Regions from separate parts of the Mus musculus genome. Here region 2 is linked to region 1. The links are chromatin contacts, called in public Hi-C maps. All regions are on one chromosome and are shown on one strand. The core of a region is the stretch at or near the end of the contact, and the rest is flanking DNA. Distances in the headings are between cores, read along the strand shown.

Evidence for each region. A called contact is a pair of places that touch in the nucleus more often than the background predicts.
Region 2: a contact with region 1 is called in a Hi-C map of B cells, with 6 read pairs. The contact joins the promoter of Cdk11b here to the promoter of Exosc10 in region 1. A contact is called at or near these places in 2 of 484 Hi-C or Micro-C datasets (B cells and cortical neurons).

Annotation. Positions count from the first base shown.
Region 1 is chr4:148,555,806-148,562,715 of GRCm38.p6, reverse strand. Exosc10 (exosome component 10) reads right to left here and starts at 4,297. Exons shown (of 25, transcript NM_016699.3): 1 at 4,138-4,297; 2 at 3,032-3,168; 3 at 1,580-1,703; 4 at 305-409; 5 at 1-3. The coding sequence starts at 4,248. It overlaps Mtor (mechanistic target of rapamycin kinase), which reads right to left. Exons shown (of 58, transcript NM_020009.2): 57 at 6,344-6,449; 58 at 5,031-5,871. The coding sequence ends at 5,856.
Region 2 is chr4:155,620,907-155,627,816 of GRCm38.p6, reverse strand. Cdk11b (cyclin-dependent kinase 11B) reads right to left here and starts at 2,963. Exons shown (of 20, transcript NM_007661.4): 1 at 2,876-2,963; 2 at 2,163-2,286; 3 at 928-1,043. The coding sequence starts at 2,273. Gm16023 (predicted gene 16023) reads left to right here and starts at 3,062. Exons shown (of 3, transcript NR_040441.1): 1 at 3,062-3,458. It overlaps Slc35e2 (solute carrier family 35, member E2), which reads right to left. Exons shown (of 9, transcript NM_177186.4): 9 at 4,477-6,910.

The DNA of each region.
Region 1 (6,910 bases), core at 3,048-5,547:
TGCCTGCAGTCAACACACATGAATCAACGGGGACAAAGCCACTGGATGAAGTAGAAAAAGAAATTCCAGCTTGTCTTCTGGAGACAAGAACATCTCAGGACCACACATTTGGAATGTTATTGCATGTGTGGGTTCAAGTGCCACATGGAGAAGGGGTGGGTGGGCTGGGTGTGCTGTGAGACCACTCGGAAGTGGGGAGCGGTCAGCTACTTGCAGCAAGTAATGACAGCCATGCAAAGTAAAATGCAGCATTCTGGTAAAAGCCATGTTAGAGACTCTCACTACCCTGCAGAGCGGGGCTCACCTTCCGATTCCAGCTGGATACTATTGTTTTGGGGACCTGCAGCCCTGCAGGAAGGACAGGCTGCTGATGCTTGTTCACACCGGAGGCTTCATCCAGTAACATGCCCTAGGCGGACACAGGCACGGGGTTAGGTTCTCACTGACACAATTACCTGACATCCTCAAGAAACGTAGTCACAGAAATACGTGGTTTATACATTTATGAAAAAGTAGGTAAGGGACGGAGAGATGCCTCAGGGGTTAAGAGCACTCGCTGGCTTTTCTTCCAGATGACCTGAGTTCAATTCCTAGCACCCACATAGCAGCTCACAACTTCTGTAACTCCAGTTCCAGGAGACACACACACACACACACACACACACACATACACACATAGAAAACGCCAATGCACATAAAATAAAAATGAATAAATTAAAATTAGATAAATGTAATATATCATTTATTTATATATTACAAGTATTCAGAATTTCAACTTGCCAATTAAGATTTTAAATTTTTATAAATGATTTATTTATCTTATTCTATATGTATTGGTATTTTGCTTGCATGTATGTCTGTGTGAGGATGTTGTGAGCTGCCACGTGGGTGCTGGGAATTTAACCTGGGTCCTCTAGAAGAGCAGAAAGCGCTCTTAACTTGTGAGCCATTTTTCTTTCTTTCTTTTTTTTTTGGTTTTTCGAAACAGGTTTCTCTGTGTAGCACTGGCTGTCCTGGAACTCACTCTGTAGACCAGGCTGGCCTCGAACTCAGAAATTCGCCTGCCTCTGCCTCTGCCTCCCAAGTGCTGGGATTAAAGGCGTGCGCCACCATGCCCGGCTGTGAGCCATTTTTCAGAGCTAAAAAGTGTAACTGTTTTTGCAAAGCATGGACGGGGGCTGGAGAGAGCACGTATGGCTCTTGCAGAGGACTGGTACTCTACCCCAGCACCCATGTTAGGTGGGTCACAACTGCTTGTAACTCCAGCTCCAAGATCGCAGGTCTCCACTGACACTGGCACTCAGGAGCACGTGCCCATCCATGTAATGAAAATGTCCATCTATCTATCCACCCACCCACCCACCCACCCATCTCCCTATCAGAGAGGTCTTACTGTGTAGAGCAGGCTGGTCTGGAACTCAGAGGCCCACCTGCCTTTGCTTCTCCAGTGCTGAGACATAGGTATGGCCGCTAGGCCGGGCTACACTTACTCCATTTTCCGTAACACTGGGGTTTCTCCTTGCATTTTGATATCTGAGCTTTCTGTCTGAGTTTACTTATGTGGACAGGAGGCACTCACCACTCTCTCCAATATCACGTCATTGGTATCGACTAATAAATCAAACTTGTCCTCCAATTCAGTCACTTTACTTCGGTCTTTGATGTTGCTGCGACAGCCATGGTACTGCATTACCCGACTCATGCTAAGGAAGAGAGGAAAACCAAGGTTAGCATGTCTGCTTTACTCTACCAATCCACTGTCTGGGAAAACACCACAAAGGGCTCGGATCACAGGCTTCCCAGCAGTCTGGATGAAATTAATAAAATGTATATCCTCACAGCAATGTTTCAGACATAAGACCCAAAACCAGGCCTGGTGGTGTAGACTTGTGATACTGCCTTCACGGAAGGCTTGGGCCCAGTGAGTTCGAAGCCAACCTGTGCAATTTAGTGAGTTAGACCTAGTCTCAATAAAATAATAACTTTAAGGTAATTTCCCCCAACAATTAACAGATGAGAAACACGTAGCCTTGGCTGTTCTACTCACTCTATAGACCACGCTGGCCTTAACTCAGAGACCTACTCACCTCTGCCTCCCTAGTGCTGGGATTAAAGGTGTGAGTCACCACACACAGCAAAAGACGATTTAAACAAACAAACAATGTGTACATCTATGTGTGAGTTCCCCTGCCCATGTGTAAAGGTCAGAGGACAACTTGCAGAAGCTTGCTCGCTCCATCCTGAGAGTCGCAGGGGTTCAATTCATGCTGTCAGGCTTAGAATTAGGTGACTTTTGCCTACTGAATCATCTTGCTGGCCCCTAATTTATTTTTAACGATCATAGATCATGCTGGCTGTGATGGCGCACATATCTATTTTAGCACTCAAGAGGTAGGGAAAGGTTGATCTCTAAGATTTTCAAGGCCAGCTTGGTCTACATAGCAAGTTCCAGGCTAGCCCGGGCTCCATGTATGCTCTCTTAACAACCAGAGGCCATGCGATTATCCTATGTTCACTGGCCTTTAGCAGTGCTTTTTTTTTTTGTTTGTTTTGTTTTTTTGTGGTTGGTTGGTACCGGAATTCAGACCCAGAAACCCAACCATTCTCATTACTTCCCAACCGCTGAGGTATGTGACCCTCAGGAAAATCTTTTCTTTCTTCCTTTCTTCCTCTTTCTTTCTTTCTTTCTTTCTTTCTTTCTTTCTTTCTTTCTTTCTTTCTTTCTTTCTCTCTCTCTCTCTCTCTCTCTCTCTCTCTCTCTCTCTCTCTCTCTCTCTCTCTCTCTCTCTCTCTCTTCTCTCTCTCTCTCTCTCTCTCTCTAAGATTTATTTATTTATTATAGGTGAGTACACTGTAGCTGTCTTCAGACACACCAGAAGAGGGCATTGGATCTCATTACAGATGGTTGTGAGCCACCACGTGGTTGGTTGCTGGGATTTGAACTCTGGACCTTTGGAAGAACAGTTAGTGCTCTTAACCGCTCAGCCATCTCTCCAGCCCCTCTTTCTTTCAATCAACGTAATAAACTTACCACTGCAGTAACCTGTCTCCTTGTGTCTCACAGAATGCCTGGAAGGCAGGGAAACTTCTGTAAAAATCATACTCGTCACCGAACTGTGGCAGGCCCCCGGATGCCTTGGTAACTGCCACTACCGACCCAAGTGCAAACTGAAAATCCAGAGAAAAAGACACATTTTAGACACGGATTCCTGTCCATTCAACAGAAATAAATAAAAAAAAAAAACCTCACAAGAGCTGGAGAGACTCAGTGTTAAAAGAGCGCTTAGCACTTCTCTTACAGGACCTGGGTTAGGATGGGCTCAGACATACAGAGATCCGCCTGCCTCTGCCTCCCAAGTGCTGGGATTAAAGGTGTGCACCACTCCCACCCCACTCAGATGACCATTTTATATCCAGTGCTTTCGATAAGACTGTTGTGAGGTAGTTAAGGGTAAACAATCAGAAGCAGCTGTCGTTGATAAATAATGGGTCACAGACCCACCAATACCCTGCCTGCTTACATTATGATTCATAACGGTAGCAAAATTACTGTTACAAATTAGCGACGAAAATAATATATTTTTTTAAACTAACAAGAGGATCGCAATTTACTTTGAAGTTAATGTCTACATAGATTGCTTGCAGCAAGGCCATCAATGAAAATGATCTTACGGTTGGGGGACCCCGGCAGATGGGAGGTGTGAAGGCCTAATGACAGCATCATGAATTTTGTGAACAAAGACTTTAAATAAATTAAAAAAAAAAAAACTCTATGCTCCTTCTCAAGAGGTCCTTTGACACTTGGAGAGGCTTGATGTCACCCGTGACGGGGGACAGTCAACCCACGAGATTGGGGTAACGGACGTCAGGGCAGCAGCGGGGTGAGCAATGGGAGGGAGCGTCTCCCAGCTGTCGGGCCCCTCGGGAGAGGTAGTGACAAGGACGCCCCTCCGAGGCCGCGGACACGGCTCGACACGCGAAGCCACACGCGCTCACACCGGAAGCGCGGAGCCCTCCTCTCCCGCTCTCCGTGCGCGCCGTCAGGCCGCCGTGACGGGCGCCGGAAGCCCGTAGCCTCAGACCCGTTTCCGGCCAGAACAGGGGGCTCCTGGGGAGCCCCAGGGCCCGCGAACTCACCTTTACGAAGCTGTCTGCATCGGGGAAGCCAGGCAGTACCATCTCCGCGTCAGGCTTGGTCGCACTGGTCGCCGGCGCGGACTGATGCTCCCGGGGACTGGGAGGCGCCATTTTTCCGTCCTAGGGCGGCTCTTCTCGCGAGATTGTTCCGGCTGCCCGAGGCGGGCGTAACACGCATGCGCGCGGTTAAATCCTCCCCCCACCCCTCACCAAGTAGCGTAGCTTTGTGGGTCTTGCCTTAACGATGGGGAAATTTAGGCTTTTCTTTGATTTCACGCTGTATCCTAACAAACCTGTGGCCTCGCCTGAGAACTGGAGGGAGGGTACAATCAAAATCACATTTAAAGCTAGCTCTTCACCTCCGATCCGCCTGCCTCATCCACTCAAGTGCTGGGATTAAAGACGTGCAAAACCACGTTAGGATTGGGTTTTTCCAATTTGTTTAAAACATTGGGCGAGGGAGGGAAGGGAGGTTTTGAAGCAGTTAAGAACACTCGCTGTTTTTTTTTAAAGAGGACCACAGCACGCAGGCTTGAAGTTCATGACCACTTGTAACTCCAGTTCCAAGGGAGCAGATGACTTCAACTGGCTGACATGGGCACCCATACACATACATACATGTGCCATACTGATAAAGTGACACGCCTATGTGTGTGTGTGTGTATGTATGTATGTATGTATGTATGTATGTATGTATGTATGTATTCTCGTTTATTATGACAGGGTTTTCTGTGTAGTCCTGAAACTCAAGAGACCCATGGTTGCCTGTCTAGTGCTGGAATGTAATGGTGTTAGCTCCTGTGCCTGTTAGTCAGTGGCTCACCACTGAGTTTAATCCAAAGCCCAATAACAGAATTTACAAAATGATGAACAGAAAGCCAGTCATACACATATATGCTTTTAAAATTCTGATGTCATTTATTGGCACAAAATTTACTCAGATACAACGTGGTGTCTAGATGTGGCTTTACTTTATACTTTGTGTATTTAGTTGGATATTTACTTTGCTTATAACTCACAACCTGCTCTAGTGTGTCCCTCTGTGATCAGCATTTATGTTCTGAGTCCCTGCTGCAAATACAGCATATCCCTCCCTCACTGAACACAGTAGAGCCAGTGTGGCCCCGCATGGAGATCCTTGGCACACCTGCTCATGCCCGGTGGCCAGGCTTCTGAACAAATGTCCTCCTGGAAGGGCAGGTCTTGTGAGTTTCAGCATCGTGGGGTCAGGCGGAAGACAGACTCTCTTAGCCATGTTGGCCCATCCTGCAAATGTCGCCACTGCATCCAGGGACGGGTGAGGTAACAGGATAGTGGAGTGCCGACCTCTGTGTCCTTGCCGTTGGAGCCCCTGGTTGAGAGGACCAACTGGATTATTCTGTCAGCAATGTTTATGATGAGTTTTCTTGTAAGTTAAGTCAAAACCCGTATTTCTCAGTTACCCATCTTCTGTTCTCCCAAAATCCAAGGCTTGGCTTCTGAAGGATTACTGTGTTTCACTGTCCTGGGAACTGAATCAAGCCTTGTGTTTCTGACAGTGTCTTTTCAACAGCAGCTAGGAGGTTGGCGGAAGCCAACTTTGAATATACAGTAGTTCTTTTCATATACATTTCAAAATATTTAACAAGTCCAACTGTCTGTCCATGGTTTTAGTCCACTGGAAGCACAGACAAGGTACTAAAGCCTGGGAGGAGACGACGTGGTTTTCCAGGCCTCAGTTACCAGAAGGGACACCTAGGAAGGTGACAGAAAGGGGACGGTCAGTCAGAGCCCCGTGGGACTCAGTCAGTATCACTAGTCAAGGGCTAACGGGCCTGAGCTCCCAGAGATCTCTCTGCCCAGACTCGATTACAGGATTACCAATCTTCTTCTTCCCTTTTTCTCTCTAGTCATTGCTCTGACTCTTCCTGTGCCCTTCTACATCTCAGGAGTGACAACAAAAATCTAAAGCCACCACAGAAAGTCACACACCTGCCCATTCTAAACTGTAGCTCTGAAGCAGCTGTGACTTCCAGATACAGATCACAGCTCTCAGTTTCCCGTTAGACAAGGAGCATTCTCAGATATTTTTGAGACATGGTTTCACCACTATAGCCTTGGCTGTACTGAAACTTCGAGTTTTGCCTGCCTCTGCGTGCCCAGTGCTGGGGAGTAAGGGCATGCCCACCATGCCTGGCTGAGGAGGCTCCTCTGCAGGCTCACTCACCAGCCAATGTAGCACTGGCAGAGGTTCTCGTGAGATGTTGCCTGCTTGATAAGCAGCTCCACTTGGGTTGGAACATCCAAAGTGTCATCATGAGAGAAATCCCGACCTAGGAAGCAGAAAGACTGTCATCTGCACTTGGCAACAACACAGCCCATGTTCTTGTTTGGCTCAGCTAGAGCAGGAAGGACAGACCACATCTGCAGTGAGAAATTCACCTCTGTGTCATCTGCAGGCACACTGATCTCTTAATATAGACCCAGTTCTAAGATGTGCCTAATAGCGCTGTTCCGAAATCAGATTTGAGGCGTGAACAAGGTCATTTAGCTTGAACCCCACAAATTTTCATCAGTGTTTCTACTGGACAGTTAAGATCTTGTCCCCACACAGGCTCAGCAGCCTAACTAGCCAATAGAGCTTCTTTGATAATATGCTTTTTTTTTTTTTAAAGCCAAATTCATTTACTGTTGGTAATCAATAGCCCAGACTCCCAAATATCTAAACTTCGTCGACTAAAGATAATGCACGGTATGATTATGCATTTCTATTTGATTTTTTTTTTAATTATTT
Region 2 (6,910 bases), core at 1,714-4,213, 7.1 Mb before region 1:
ACCTTGGGTTACTCTGAAAACTGTAGACTTGCAATACAGGATAGCGATTTAAATATACTAACTAAATGGTGCTGGTTTGATTGAAGATATTACAAAGAAAGGAATACATGCTTATTTGGACTTCATAATAGCTGACTCCACACAAAAGCCATCTCACATGTGAGACAAACGTCAGGACAAAATACAAACTTTAAATAGCCAGCCATGGTGGCACACACCTTTAAATCCCAGCACTTTTGAGGCAGAGGCAAGTGGGTTTCTGAGATAAAGGATTTATATAGTGAGCTCCAGGACAGGTAGGACTATATAGAGACACTGTCTCAAATAAACAAAAAAAACCCAAACATACAAAAATTTATCTTTTTAATAAATTCATTTATGTGTATGAATGTTTTCCTGCATATATATTACATGTGCCCATGGAGGTCAAAGGGCGAATCAGATTTTCTGGAATTGGACTTACAGATGGTTGTAAGTCACCATGACCATTGGCTGCTGGAATCAAACCTGTAGACTTGCAATACAGGGTATAAAAACAACAAGTGCTCTTAAACACTAAGCCTTCAAACCTTTCCCTAGTAATACCGACAAAAGGCAGGCTAGGGGACCAGAGAAAAGGCTAAATAGTTAGGAACACTTGTTGTTCTTGAAAAAGACCCAAGGTCAGTTCCCAGGACCCATACTGGGCATCTCACAACAACCTTTTACTCCAGCTTTGGGGACCTTTTGATTCCTGTGGATAAAGTAACACCCACGTACACCCCCACCCCAACACTAACTCCACCCACCAACCAATAAAACTGCAAAAACAAAACGCATGTTTTAAGTAGTTCACAATTCTGTATTGGGATGCATTCATAGCTAACCTAGGGCCCATGTGGCCCATGAGCTACAGGCTAAATATGACAACAGCTTAAGTTCTCTCACCTGTCTTCCATAGAATCCTCTCTTCTATATGGTGAGTTCCTGATTGTGATCTCCATTCGGTGATCTCTCAGCTCCCCCTCCTCAAGGGAATCCCTTTTGGAATCGCGGTCATCAGACTAAGAAGCAAAGGAAAATGAAGCATTGAGTCATTTTCCTTATCAATCACCTTTCTTCTTTGTCTATCTTTGAAAAATAACTTGTTATGTAGCTCAAGACGGTTTTTGAGCTAGAAACCTGCCTCCGTCTTCAAAATGCTGAGGTTACATCACTGTACATCACTGTACATCACCATACGTAGCTCACTATATATATGCACAGACACACACATATATAGGAAGTATATGTGTGTATATATATATGCATATATACACATATATGCACACATACATACAAATGCACATATATATAATTATACATATACATAAAATATACATTGCACTGGCTGGCTTTGAACTCAATAGATCTGCCTGCCTCAGCCTCCTGAGTTCTTGAGTGTTAGGATTAAAGGTTGTACAGGTTAAATATCTTTAAGGATAATTGAAGTTTGCTAACCAACTCTAAATATACATTTTTTGAATAGAAACTTCAAATATTAATTTTGTTCAAAACTCATGTAATTAAAATCACTTTTTTTTTTTTTGGTAACCTGAAACCTGAGAACAGAAAATTTAAAACATTGTACATGATAAGGGTCATAAGACTATATGAACGTTAGTTTTTCTGAGCCAAAACTAAGACTTTAGTTGGATTTTTACACACGAAATACATCATACATATATTGACAATAAGAAGCACTTATATCAATGTTTCTTATCCAGTCACCTAAGGACTCTAAATATATCATCATCCAAAGCAAGGTAATTACAAAGCACTCATTTTAATTGCAAGGAAAGTTCCCACTTTATTAAAAATGCTTGGTAAATGGTATTATGAATATACTAATAATGAAATGAGAAAAATTAGTCTGGTGGCAGTAATGATTCTAGGTTCAGAATATTTTATTTTGTAACGAGATATTCTCATTTCGATACAGCTTCAGTGTGTTATTAATCTATCTTCAACGTCAACTGAGTATATGAATGTTTTTGTTAATTTTAGAATAGATTTTGGGCTCACCTGTGACATTTGGAAGTACAAAAGAACTTCACCGAAGAAGCGTTGTTCTAATGGAAAAATGAGGGCAAAGAAATTAAATCTTCTTTAAGAAAACCACTTACTTAAAAAACATAGCTTACATTTTTTAAGCGTTTTATCTCTGCTTTCTCCTCTTGTTCTTTCCTTCGTTTCTTTTCCTGGAGAATTTCATCTAACGTTTTCACTTTCCAAGAGTCCTTTTCATCACCCATTTGAGTTAAAACACTGCAAAAAGAAAAACAATTCAAGCAACCTCGGGACACAGAAAGCTACGGTCGGTCTGTCGGTCTGTCTTTTCCGAACACTTAAGTCTAATCGTTAGTGTTTCAGAGTAAGTCCCGGTAGGTCGGAAGGATTCTGCCTGAATACACTGTCGTTTCTGTCATTCCTGTAAGGTTTTGGGTAACTTAGTTTACCTCAGTGTTTTCCGTAAAACGCAACCATCATCATCCACGTAACGGTACTGTTCTAGGATGAAAGACCATCCAGGTCATTTCAGTGCCTCGCACTCAACACACTCTGCCTTAGGTGTCAAAAGGTTGTATGAGAAAGCTCCAGGACGCGGGGAGGCCTGGGTGACAGGTAAGATCAAGGTGCACTGTCAAGCGCGGGACTCCGGGGCGGGGTCCCACTTCTGAGGGTTCAGTCACGCAAACCTGAGGCAAGGGCCGGCTCCGGGGGCCGCCAGGCCTGCCGCCTCCACCGCCCTCAGCTCCGTGTGGAGCGAGACTGCTCCGCGGCAGCAGCGTGTCGCCAGCCGCGATTCTTCAGGGGCGCCGTAAACCCTGCTCCGAACCCCCGCGCCGCTACTCACCCCTGCGCCGCTACAGCCGCCGCAGCCGGTCCTGGAGTCTGGGAAGGAACAGCGCCCGGCGCGCGCCAGGATTGTCGTCACTTCCTCCGCGGAAGCGTGATGATGACGTACGACGACGACGACGAACCGCGTGTGCGCTCGACTTTTTTTGGCCGCCCCACAGTACCTTGCGCGCACCGGAAGTGTCCTTACATCGTGAGTTGGCTCCTGCCAACGACGCGAGGCTGGGCGGATAAAAGCGAAGTAGCGTCTGGTAACGTCCTGGGGTGTCTCCGAGAGATGACGTTTCGAGACGATGCGCTCGGCCGTCTGCGGAAACCGGAAACCGTGCCTCCCGCTGCACCTTCGCTCTGCCAGGCAGGGCTACCTCCAGGCACTCGGTAGCGTAGTCTGCAGGCCGAGCAGCATTTGCACTCGTGACAAGCTGCTTGTGCCACTCAACCTTCCGCAGCCAGACATTTGTTTCTACCCATCAGACTAATTGCTCTGACGTATAGACGCCTCCAAAGTGGCGTCGTGCCATCCAATGGAAAAACAAGTTGTCTTTCTGACCTACCCAGGACCCAGGAAGCTGAATTCACAGGTAGGCTAGTTAACATCCTATGATGAGGAAGTCCCCTGCACAAGAAAACATTGAAACGAATCCAGTTTCCTCAGCCAACCTCCTTAAAACAACCTCTTCTGCTTGGCCTACGATAGTGGTTGAGTCTTTATGTTATTGTTTTGCTTTGAAATAGAGTTTAGTACGTAGACCTAGCCTCTATTTCTGGCCTGTATCTCTGTATTCTTTTTGTTTTCTTTTCATTCTAAATGCTGAAGTGTCTAGACACTTCTCAAACGTGTACTTAAACCACCTGAAGGTCTTAAAGGTTTTTACGATTCCACTAAAAACCTATTAACCTATCAGGGCTTATGGAAGAGAGAGCAGAAAGGAAAATTCCAGCTGCTTGTTTTTGTCAGGTTATCCTGTGGGTATTGGGGAAAAAAACAAACAAACAAAAAGCAATGCCATGCATCAGTGGAGCACACCTTTAATGCCAGCACTAGGGAGACAGAAGCAGGCGGACCTCTTGTGAGTTTGAGGCCAGCCTGGTCTACAGAGCTAGTTCTAGGACAGCCAAGGCTACAAAAGCAGCTCTGTATCGTGAAACAAAAAATAGCAATATGATTAAATTTCTTGAGTTAGGGTCAGAAACAAACAAAATGAAAAGGAAACCACTGTTAGTTATGACTGTGAAATGGTAAGATGTGAAAGAATATAACAACTAGTGTATGAAAAAAATGAGGGATATTGGAGTGAAACACTTTGTGATCCCAGCTCTTACTTTGCCTCCAGAGTTATCAGTGACTTGGAAACTAAGTCTGATTTCAGTAGCATACATAACAGAGTTATACAAGCCAGGTGGTGGTGGCTCACATCTTCGATCTTATCACTTTGTAGACAGAGGTACCGTTTAAAGGTGGCCTGGTCCACAGGGTTACACAGAAAAACCTTGTATCAAAAAAAAGGAAACCAAACGAACAAAATAGTTACATGTTTTCATATTCATACAAGAACCATTGGCAGCTTGGATAAAAAGAATGAGGAGGCTACTGCAGGATTAATTACACAATACCAATTTATTTCAGGAATCACTGAATTATCTAACAGAATTCTTTTCTAGGAGGCATTAATATAATTATTTAAATACTGAAAGAGGTGAAATACAAAACAGTGTACATTTTATGATGTGTTTTAATTCTCTAGTATTGTTTGGTATAAAGCAAATATGACTTGGCTTTGATGCAGACAATTGTCCACCCTAAACTGTGGCCTTTTCCAAAGTGCCAACATTGAACGAACATTGAACGAACATACTCACAATTACATTATTATTAAGTCCAGACATTACAAATGAATTTAGTATGCAGCTTGAGTCCCAGAAATGAAAAGTAAAAACAAACAAAAACCCCACAAACACACAACTAGCCAACTTGATTTAATTCAAACTAAACTTGGACATATTAGGAAGGGTCCAGCAGCTGGCAAAGTCAGGATCAGAGTACCCAGGAAAACGTACTTCAGAGACACTGAAGTTAAAACCTACTACACTCTAATTGTGGTGGATACTATTTGTCCACAATCAGCATGTCCTGTTCTAATTCATGGGGAGAGCAAAGGCATTGATAAACTAAGAAAAACAGGCTGGAGGCCATGTCTCAGAGAAAGAATAGCAGCCTAGCATTCCTGAAGCCCTGAGTACTATGCCTAGCATAATAAACGAAGGGTGGGAGAATGAAGAGATGAAGAGGCCGCCTCACAGGGAGATCAATATTTACGTGTTAAGAAAAAACAAAAGATTGATGTTCAAAGGCAGGAGTCAGAAGTGGTGACACGTACTTGTAATCTCAGTCCTGAGAACGATGACTTAGAAGAATCTAGAGTTCAAGGACACTATGGGTTACATAGGTAAATGCAATCTCAGGAGGAGCCGGCATTGTTTCCCATCTGTACTAACATCTTTCTTTACCCCTTTCCAATGTTAAGAAGACATCACTTGCTGGGCGGTGGTGGCGCACGCCTTTAATCCTAGCACTCGGGAGACAGAGGCAGGTGGATTTCTGAGTTCGAGGCCAGCCTGGTCTACAAAGTGAGTTCCAGGACAGCCATGGCTACACAGAGAAACCCTGTCTCCAAAAACAAAAAAAAAAAACAAAAAAAAACAACAAAAAAAAAAAGAAGACATCACTTGGACAGATGTGACAGGAGGCTGTGCTGAGCATCTGTTATTATCACTGAGCAAAGTGATCATCTGAGAGCAGGATCACAAAGCCACTTGTTTTGTGCTGTTTTTAAGGCACAAAGTAAAGTTTACTTGGCCGAATCCCTTGAACAGCTTTAATTCTCTTTAATCTCCTCTGACTCATCATTTTTACTTTTCTTGAGACAAGGTTTTTCTGTGTAACAGAGCCCTGGGGGTCCTGGATTTGGCTTTGTAGACCAGTCTAGCCTCAAACTCACAGAGAATCACCTGCCTCTGCCTCCTAAGTGCTGGGATTAAAAGTGTGAACCACCATCTGAAGACAGATGATAATCCTAATATTTGAGAAATTGTGATCATAAACATTTTTTTGAAACTTGGTCTCAATATGTAGCCCAAGCTGGCCTTGAACCACTATGCACTCTTATGCTTCCAAATTACTAAGATTATATGTATGTGCCATCATGATCGGGTTTAAAAACAAACAAAACAGGAGCTGGTAAGATGGCTGATCTTCAAGACGACCCGAATTCAATTCCCAGGAGCAACATGGCAGCTCATAATTATCTGTAACTCCAATTTCAGGGGATCCAACACCCTCATAAAGACACACATGCAGGCAAAACAATGAATTAAAAAAATACTTTCCGGCCGGGCAGTGGTGGCGCACGCCTTTAATCCCAGCACTTGGGAGGCAGAGACAGGCGGATTTCTGAGTTCGAGGCCAGCCTGGTCTACAAAGTGAGTTCCAGGACAGCCAGGACTATACAGAGAAACCCTGTCTTGAAAAACCAAAAAAAAAAAAAAAAAACCAACCAAACAAAAAAAAAACAAAAAAACCCAAAAAACAAAAACGTTTCCTTGTCTTTTAGTATTAGAAGTTTTGGGGTTATTTTTGTTGTCTCCCCTTTATCTTTCTGTCCCACATCTGCTGCTGGTGATCAACCCAAGAGCTTCACAATACATGCCAGTGATGTGCCACTAAGGTATACCCCAAATCATGGACGTTTTTAAATTTTATTTATCTATTTATCTGGTTTTTCAAGACAGGCTTTTCTCTGTGTTGCCCTGGCTGTCCTGGAACTTGTTCTGTAGTCCAGACTGCCCTCAAACTCAGAGATCCACATGCCTCTGATTCCCAAGTGCTGGGATTAAAGGCTTGCACCACCTCCCCTAGCAAATGTACTTATTTTTAAGATATATGTGTGTGTGTATATGTGTGTGTGTTCATACACAAGCCAGTGTGCAGATGCCCAGAGAAGCCAGAGGCATTAGAATCCCTAATGCTGAAGTT